Regions from separate parts of the Delphinus delphis genome. Here region 1 is linked to region 2. Evidence: chromatin contacts called from public Hi-C data. All regions are on one chromosome and are shown on one strand. The core of a region is the stretch at or near the end of the contact, and the rest is flanking DNA. Distances in the headings are between cores, read along the strand shown.

Evidence for each region. A called contact is a pair of places that touch in the nucleus more often than the background predicts.
Region 1: a Hi-C map of lung shows a contact between it and region 2, with 4 times the contacts expected there. The contact joins the promoter of FERRY3 here to the promoter of TIGAR in region 2. A contact is called at or near these places in 2 of 3 Hi-C or Micro-C datasets (lung and muscle).

Annotation. Positions count from the first base shown.
Region 1 is chr11:5,200,722-5,205,074 of mDelDel1.2, forward strand. It overlaps FERRY3 (FERRY endosomal RAB5 effector complex subunit 3), which reads right to left and starts at 2,356. Exons shown (of 14, transcript XM_060024143.1): 1 at 2,273-2,356; 2 at 464-666. The coding sequence starts at 641. RAD51AP1 (RAD51 associated protein 1) reads left to right here and starts at 2,696. Exons shown (of 9, transcript XM_060026044.1): 1 at 2,696-2,812. The coding sequence starts at 2,796.
Region 2 is chr11:5,028,733-5,032,826 of mDelDel1.2, forward strand. TIGAR (TP53 induced glycolysis regulatory phosphatase) reads left to right here and starts at 1,322. Exons shown (of 7, transcript XM_060024139.1): 1 at 1,322-1,425. The coding sequence starts at 1,394.

The sequences.
Region 1 (4,353 bases), core at 1,106-3,605, 170 kb after region 2:
TTTTAACATGGTTTAATACACACTTTATTAATGACTTTATGGAATTAATTTAGGTGAGCAAAGATTATTGAAAGCCAGGTACCCCTTCTCTCCCATGACATCTCAGGAATTGCGGACCGAATCATTAAAAGGGCAACGCATTCAGCACATAGCTAGTGATAGCGGACACACCTTATGAATCCATCCAACTACATTAGGAGGTTAAGAGTTCTAATCCAGACTCGGTGATTTTTCATATTTTAATTTAATTTTTATACTAAAATGCCTAATAAACAATTACAAGGGATACAAAAAAAAACACTCCAGAAAACAAAGGTCTGGGGAACCTTTTTATTCTTGAAAGCTTCACATTTTGTAGTTGTTTCCAATGCTTCTTAGGTTTATGCTTTTTAATATAAAACTTCTAATGACAGAGACTATAGGAAAATAACGAAGTGATATTTTAAAAGAAATCAACCCTCACCTTTTTCTATAAAGCATGGTAAATTGTGCAGCAGCATCAGACGGCCATGTAAATGACTGGCATTCTCTTGAACAGGAAATTTGAGAGGCACCCTCAGTTCTAAGCACTGACTGCCCACTTTGAATTCATACACAAATTCCCTCTCTCTGTTGCAGAATCTTTCTCTGTTTTTCTTCATCTTCTTTGGCAGGATTTCTATAGCACTGACAACAACAAAAAAACTCAGCGGGTTATAAGTCCATTTAAAAAAAACATGATGTTTCATTATTGCTGTTCCACTTCTAAGATGTTCCCCCACTCAGAGGTTTTATTTGTGTGACTCTGAGCTGATTATTCTATTTCCCTACGTTTATCCCTGCATTTTCATCTTCATGATGAAAACAAAATGCTTCTTCTTTTAAGGAAAAGGTTCTTCTAAACTTCATTTAAGAAAAAAATTATGCCCACAAAATACTTAGCATTCCTAGGCAGAGTTCTCAGGAATAGGTAAGGATCATGGAGAGAAGAACAGAGAGGATTCTTAGGAACAGATGCATGGTGGGTGGATACAGTTCATGAAACAGCTGGTGAATACAAAGTCAAAGAAACAGATCAGGGACCAATTCATCTTGAAGAGCTTAGAGGTGGTGGGTATGCGATCTGATAGGGGGTGCAGAGAAGGGAGATGGTGCTGGAAAGATTTCCATGAAGGAAAAAGATACACAGAAAGTGGAAAGTACAGGACAGCCCACAAGGCAAAGTGGACACTATTCATAAAGAAGAAAATCTAGTCAAAAAGAATACATCAACTGAAGATTTACTTATTAGCCTCCTAACTGGACTCCTGTCCCCAGACATTTCCCCATCAAATCAGTTCTCACACTATTCTCTACACTGAAGTCACAGCAATCGTTTTCAAGTGCATATCTGACCACGTTGCTCATCTGCTTAAATCCTTCTATGACATTCCTTGTAGGACTCAGGATACAATACAAACTCGTTAACGGAGCTTACCACGCCCCTGCTTATACCTCCAAACTCTTATTTCAGCACCTGCACCCCGTCCTCTCCAACACACAAATCCAAAAACTTTATTTTCCAGCCATACTAAACTTCTTTCAATACCAAACCTCTCTTTCCACTCCCAACCTTTCTGAATGTTTTTCCTTTGCCTAGCACACGCTTACTGCCCTTCTTTCCTTGGCCACATCTCAGCTGAGCTAGGCCCCAGGAAACCTTTTAACTTGTAGGACTGTCATTAGGCTTAATCATATAATAAATACGAAGCATCCGACAAGCTTAAGATGACCAATAAATGGAAGCTGGTAAAAATAATAAACAATAACAGGAAGCTCTATAAGAACATATCAATTAAAAAAAATCAAAGGCTGCTAAATGAGCACACATGATGCAGGCAAAGACAGTAAAAAAACATTTTGCAGGGAACTGAAAATTACGGAAATAGGGGCTCATGGTCTCATCTTGTTTCGAGTCATAATTTTCGGCAAACAAAAACCATTAGCTCTGGTTTCAGTTGGTTCAACCTTTAGCCTTATTGTGTTTCAACAAACTGATACTTTAGCTCTCTCTCCCCGATCTGTTATTAACAGCAGGGCTGAAATCAAGCAAGGTTTCCGTACAATTATGGGATGCGAGGAGGAGAGCTGAACCGAACTCATGCAGCCAGTCGAGTGGAGGTTCTGAGGCTTAAATGAGTCAGGGAAGGGAGGGCAGACAAAGGGCCGAGAAGCCACGGCCGAGTGAGGGGAACAGCCCCCGGTTAGAGGGTTTCGGTCTGAGGGGGCTTCCTCGATCGGGTCGCGGGCTCACCTCCCCTTGTTCCGAGTCTCCTGCTGTCCGCACACCCGGCGCTGTCAACCAGCCGCGGTGCAGGAACCGTCAGCTGACTGCCGCCTTGTTTTTACAGCCGGAAGATCAGCTCCGGCAGATTCGTCCGCATCTTTTCCTCTTTCCCGGCACCCCGTGTAAAATTCCTCGGTCTAAGTGTCCCCTTGTTCCATAATACCTGAGTTGAATCATTTAAAAAGTGTAAGAAGGTGTATTTCTACTGTTATTGTCCATTTCAGAGACGGCGCAGAAGTGACGAAAGTGCAGCGGCGAAGCACCGGCTCGGCTCTGGCAGACCGGATGCGGAAGGGCGGTGCTTGGAGGGGGCGTGAACTAACGCGCGCTTCTCAGAGCGCATGCGCGCCCGCGGGGATGGCCGGAGAGGATTGGAGGACTGGCGGCGGGGCGGAGAGCTTCGAATCTGGTTTTGCGCGGGAATTGGAACGGCCGCCGCCGCTGCCGACAGGAGGCTGCGAGCTGCAGGTTTCCAGCCTTGGAGGGGACCATGGTGCGGCCTGCGAGGTGAGTAGTTCATGGCATCCGGCGCGGATGGGGAGGAAGGGCAGGAAGACGCTGTAGGCCGCGTCACCTGCATGGAATGGAGGGAAGGGCCCGAGGACCAGGGTAGCGATGGTGGGACCGACAGCTAAACGCTCTAGACTCCAGGGAGAGCTGCCGCTCCTCGGAAAGGTCCTAGCATCCAAGCTGTTTCCTTCTCTTGGCTCCTTTGACAGTTACTGCCGTTTCTTTTACCCACTCCGTTCAAATAAGGCCTGGTTACAGCGTTTTGCATTTCACCAAGCTTCTGCTTACGTGTTATTTCATTTGTTCGTCCCTATACTTCTTTGAGATAGAAAGTTTGGGTCTCCCTGTCTTATCAATTTAAACTTCTGGGCACGAAAGCCAGTTTAGTTGAGTCACACAGCTAGTAAGTTACAGGATAACATGCAAACCTAAGCCAGCTGGCGCCAGATCCTCTGTGTTTTCCATTAAATGTACTGTTTGAAACTATTGCTCCAGTTAACCTCAGTTGAGCACCGTGGAGGCCTAGGGTCAGCCGCTCGTTTAGTAGAGTTTTGAATATATTTACTTTTGTGCTGGAGGTATATATTTACTAGATATATGTATTTACTAGGTGCTGGAGGTTGCAGTCTAGTCAAGGGATGAAGTTAGGAGACGGAAAATAAACATGGCAATGTGAGAGAGAGTGAGGAGGAGGAAAGCCCTACTTTAATTTTAATTTAAAAAAAATTTTGTTGAAGTATAATTATTTATAATGTTGTGTATCTGGTGTACAGCAAAGTGATTTAGTTTTATATATACATATATGTACTTTTTCATATTCTTTTCCATTCTGGTTTATTACAGGATGTTGAATATAGCTCCCTGTGCTACACAGTAGGTCCTTGTTGTTTATCTATTTTATTTATAGTAGTTTGTACCTGCTGATCCCAAACTCTTAACTTATCCCTCCCCATCCCCTTTCCCCTTTGGTAACCATGTCTGTTTTCTGTGTCTCTGAGTCTGTTTCTGTTTTGTAAATAAATTCATTTGTATCATATTTTAGATTCCGGATATAAGTGATATCATATGGGTTTTTTTGTCTTTCTTTTTCTGACTTACTTCACTTAGTATCATAATCTCTAGGTCCAGCCACGTTGCTGCAAATGTCATTATTTCATTCTTGTTGATGGCTGAGTAATATTCCGTTGTATATGTATACCACACTTCTTCATACACACATCTGGCAGTGGACCTTTAGGTTGCTTCCATGCCTTGGCTATTGTAAATAGTGTTGCTGTGAACATTGGGGTGCATGTATCTTTTCGGATTAGAGTTTTCTCCAGGTATATGCCCAGGAGTGGGATTGCTGGCTCATATGGTAATTCTATTTTTAGTTTTTTGAGGAACCTCCATACTGTTCTCCATAGTGGCTGTATCAATTTACATTCCCACCAGCAGTGCAGGAGGGTTCCCTTTTCTCCACACCTTTTCCAGCATTTGTTGTTTGTAGATTTTCTGATGATGCTCGTTCTAACTGGTGTGAGGTGATACCTCATTGT
Region 2 (4,094 bases), core at 72-2,571:
CCTGGGTCCCTCGCAAAGGGATTCCTTTTTAATTTTCCTGGGGTGCAGCCTGGCATTCAGAAAATCCTAGATGATTCCAATGTGCAGGTAGGTTTGAGAATCTCTGAACTAGTCCTGAGTCACCACAATCAGCTGTGAACCTGGACAAACTGCTTAGTTTCTCTCTAGGCTAGACTTCTCATCTCTTAAGTGAAGATAACCTGTGGACCTCAGAGTTGTTCTGAGGGTCCCATCTTCTCTTATACAATTGGGGATTTAAGGAAACAAATGCATTATTAAATATGAGAATATAAGTAAAAATACATAGAAGATAATTGTAAAGCTTACATGATTACACTCTACCTGTGTCATGGCTGAGTACCGTTATCCCATCTTACCTATCACGTAATGGAGGGTTAGAGAGGTTAAGTAACTGTCTCAAGGCCCTGAAGGCTGTTAAAGAGAAATTATTCACCAGATTCTCTTTAAAAACCGGCGGGGAAGACTTTACTACAGACTACTGCGATGGGGGAAACAGACCGAATGCAGCTCTGAACACAACTGGGACCAACGGAGATTTACAGCCAGGGGGCAGGGTGAAGGAGAGAACGGAAAAAAACGACCAAGACGAACTTGGTGAGATATTGGGGGGTAGGGTGGCGGGTGGGATGAGGAACGTGATTAGAAATCGAGAGTGGAGGAAGAGGAGCTTGATTAGGTACCAAGGGTGGGGGGGATTCTCGATCGAGTGGCTTCGCAGGATTCTTTGGTAAAATCAGGCTCAGCAGGCCAGGCACGAGGCCTAGTCTACACGAGGGCTCCAAAGGACCAGACCAGAGTTTGCTCCCGGAGTGGGTCTAGGCGGAGTTGGGGGCTCAAGCCGGGCGAGTCTAAGCGCGCAGACACTGCTGACCCTACACGCCCCCAGTGCCGGGGTTAATGCAAACCTCACAGGACCGAACGTGTCTGGCGCTGTACACCCACGAAGCAGGACTGCTGGCTGCCCTCCAGCTTCCAATCAGACCAACCCCAATCGGAGCGGCGGTCCCTTAGCCGCTCGTAGCCTACAGGACCGGGTTTCCCCGGGCACGCCCCGCCTCCCGGTCCGGGGCGGGGCCGCCGCACCTGCCGCGCACCAATCACGGGCCGGCGCGTAGGGGCGCACGCGCCACGGCCCTGGGCGGGGCCTCGCCGCACATCAGTCTCCGCGACCTGCCGGCCCCCGGCCTCCCTGATTGGCCGTCCTGGAGTGACGTGACGGCCGCCTCGGCCTATGGCAGCGGAGCCGGCCGGTGGCGGGGTGCGGAAGCTGCGGGGTGCGGCGGGCGCAGTGCCGGTTGGCTTGTGCGGAGTGTGGGAGACGGTTCGGGCGGCGTGCGCGGCCTTTGCTTTGCTCTGTCCCGGCGCCGGCGGGATGACGCGCTTCGCTCTGACAGTGGTCCGGCAGTGAGTATGGCCTGCGCGGGCTGCCCTTTCCCCTCCGTGGAGTGTTGCGGGCTGGGCTGTGGGACCGAAGATCTGCACCCGCCCCGCCCTGCCCGTCCCATTTGCTCCTCCGAGGCTCGGCCTGGCGATTTCTAGGTGTTTCCTGTGAGTTACCCCCTACCGGCCCTCCTGCCCCAGCGAAGCTGAGCGGGAAGCCAGGTGTCAGATGGCAGCGGTCCCGCGTTCGATGGGGACAGGGAGGTCGGGAGGAGTGAGTGTCAAGGGCCCCCGTCTCCGGGTGGCAGCTGAAGCTGAAGAGACAGCCCTGTCGCCGCACCTCCCGGGCCCCGCGTTTGCCCCCGGCCGGTCCCCCAGGGTCTGCAGAGTGACTGGTCCGGGGCCCACGTTTCCGCTCCAGGCTCTGCGACGGCTCCGTCCCTGTCCCCTCGGTCGCCTCGGCCCCCCAGGCTTGTGTCTGAGATTCGCTTCTTCTCCGCAGATCTTCTGTCGCTGGGGGAGGAGAGGGGGCCTCGCCCTGCTCTCAGCCGCCTGCATCGCCCCGAATAAATATGTTTATCATATAACGTTACAGGGAGCTAAATGCTGACAAGTCGTTACGTCTCTTCCTTTTTCCTTCTCGACTCTTCTTGGCCCGGTGTTAATGGGAGGTGGAATTCAGGGAGGTCAGGAGCACAGATTTTTCGAGAAAGATCGACGTAGGTTAGAATCTGGGCTCCAGCTAGGAGCCTTGTAACCTGGGCTTCCTTTCACCGACTTAATCTCTACGACCTCAGTTTCCTGATTTATAAAATGGCGTTAGTGATAGGACCCACTTCACTGGGTTAGTGTGATAATGAAATGTCAGAAAGGTGAAGCGTATAGCACAGTGGAGGGGGAGAAATATATCTGAGAATTAACTAACTTTTGTTTCTGTAAGGACAGCTCTGATACAGATGCAGGGAGTCCTCCAATTTGTGTGTTAATGGGACCAGCATTCTGAGCGGGTGCTGTGTGTCAGCCCGTAACTAAGGGTTACAGGGTTACAGGGAACTAAGATGCCGTTTTTGACATCGTGGAGCTTGTGGAGAACAGCGATATGGTCTAACCTTGCCAAGCTGACTTTAGCTGCTATCGTCTTTGGTCCTGTTTTTACTTTATAGGAAGATTATCTTGGCAACCATCTGAAGTTGTTCCGTTAGGATTCACAGGATTTTAATGACTGAGCTAGAAATCGAGCTCCTCTCTTTCCGCCCCACCCCTCTCCATTTTTAGAAGGCTTTATGACTGTCGTGTGACCTTCTTAAGGTCATCCAGCTAGTCAGTAGCAGAACAGGGATTAGTGTCTTGATTGCCCTCATTTTCCTCTGAAGTTTCTGGATGCCTTGACACAGTGCCTGGCGTGTAATTGCCACTCAGAAGTCGTAGAAAATCTGGGCAAGACCACCCCTTGAAAAACAAGATGATCCCTATTCAGTTTCTTAATATACAGTAGTTACATGAGTTCGGATTTTATCCCCTCCCTGCTTCTTAAAAAGGGCTTGATTTTTAAAATGGATTCATCATAGAATTCCTATGAGGAATTAATTTAAAAATAAGTCTTAATAAATTAGTATGTGCCAGGCACTGTCGTAATTAAATTCTGACAACAGTCTGGTGAGGTAAAGACTGGCTTCTCAATTTGCGGGTGAGGAAACAGACACGGAGGGCATGTGACTTGCTTATAGTCACATGACAAGTTGGGGTGGTGGCCTTTAAACCAAGGCAGCAGATCTGCGGCCCATCCTCTTAACTATATACTATGCCCTTCTGCCTCCAATTTTAGAGTTGAAACCTAGTGTTTGTAGGTTGCTTAAATATCATCAGCCATTTCAGAGGCTACTTTTTATTTCCTGTGATATAACCATGAAGAGTGGTAAGAATAGTTTACTTTGCTCTGTTTTATTCATGGGAAAGTGCAAAGGAAGTGCTGAAATAATTGATAGGGTTAGTTTTCTCCTTCAGAGTTCTCAAAGCTAAAAATGGATGATTCTTTCAGGAAAAGAAACAGTTTCAAACTTGATTGATCACCAGAGTTCAATGTAATGACTCTTACTGGAATCAGCAAGATTGAATCATTGAGCAAAATAGTGGGAGTTTACCTTGAGTTGTCTCTTACCTGACTCTGTCAAACGCTTTGCAACTCAGTGTGTTTAAGAGTTGGATAATTTTTGGATAATGCAAGAAAACTTTTTAAATGCAGTTTCTTTAAGTTCAGTCAAATCCTTTATGAATCTGTGCTGTTACCATCTGTGTGTTGGTCTTCATCATCATACTTGAAAGGGAGAGTTACCAGTTGTATCATTTTTGGAACAGAATACCCCACCTTTCAAACTTCAAGTCTACTAGTCTGATTGAGCTGTAGCGTCTGGTGGCGTTAGAGCAGCATGGTTGAAAACCCCAGTATATGCAGGTCGGCACTGCCATCACCCACACGGCACATCGAAGGCCCTAGTTCCCTTGAAAGGTTCTTTGTAGGAGTTTGCAGTTGGTTGCCTGCAAAACCATCCCATTTCACTTCCGTTTTTAGCTAGCTCTTTAAACATTTTTACAAAGTAAATTTCCTTTACTTTTAACTACTTAAAGATGATGAATCATGGGGCTTCCCTGGTGGCGCAGTGGTTGGGGGGTCCGCCTGCCGATGCAGGGGACAC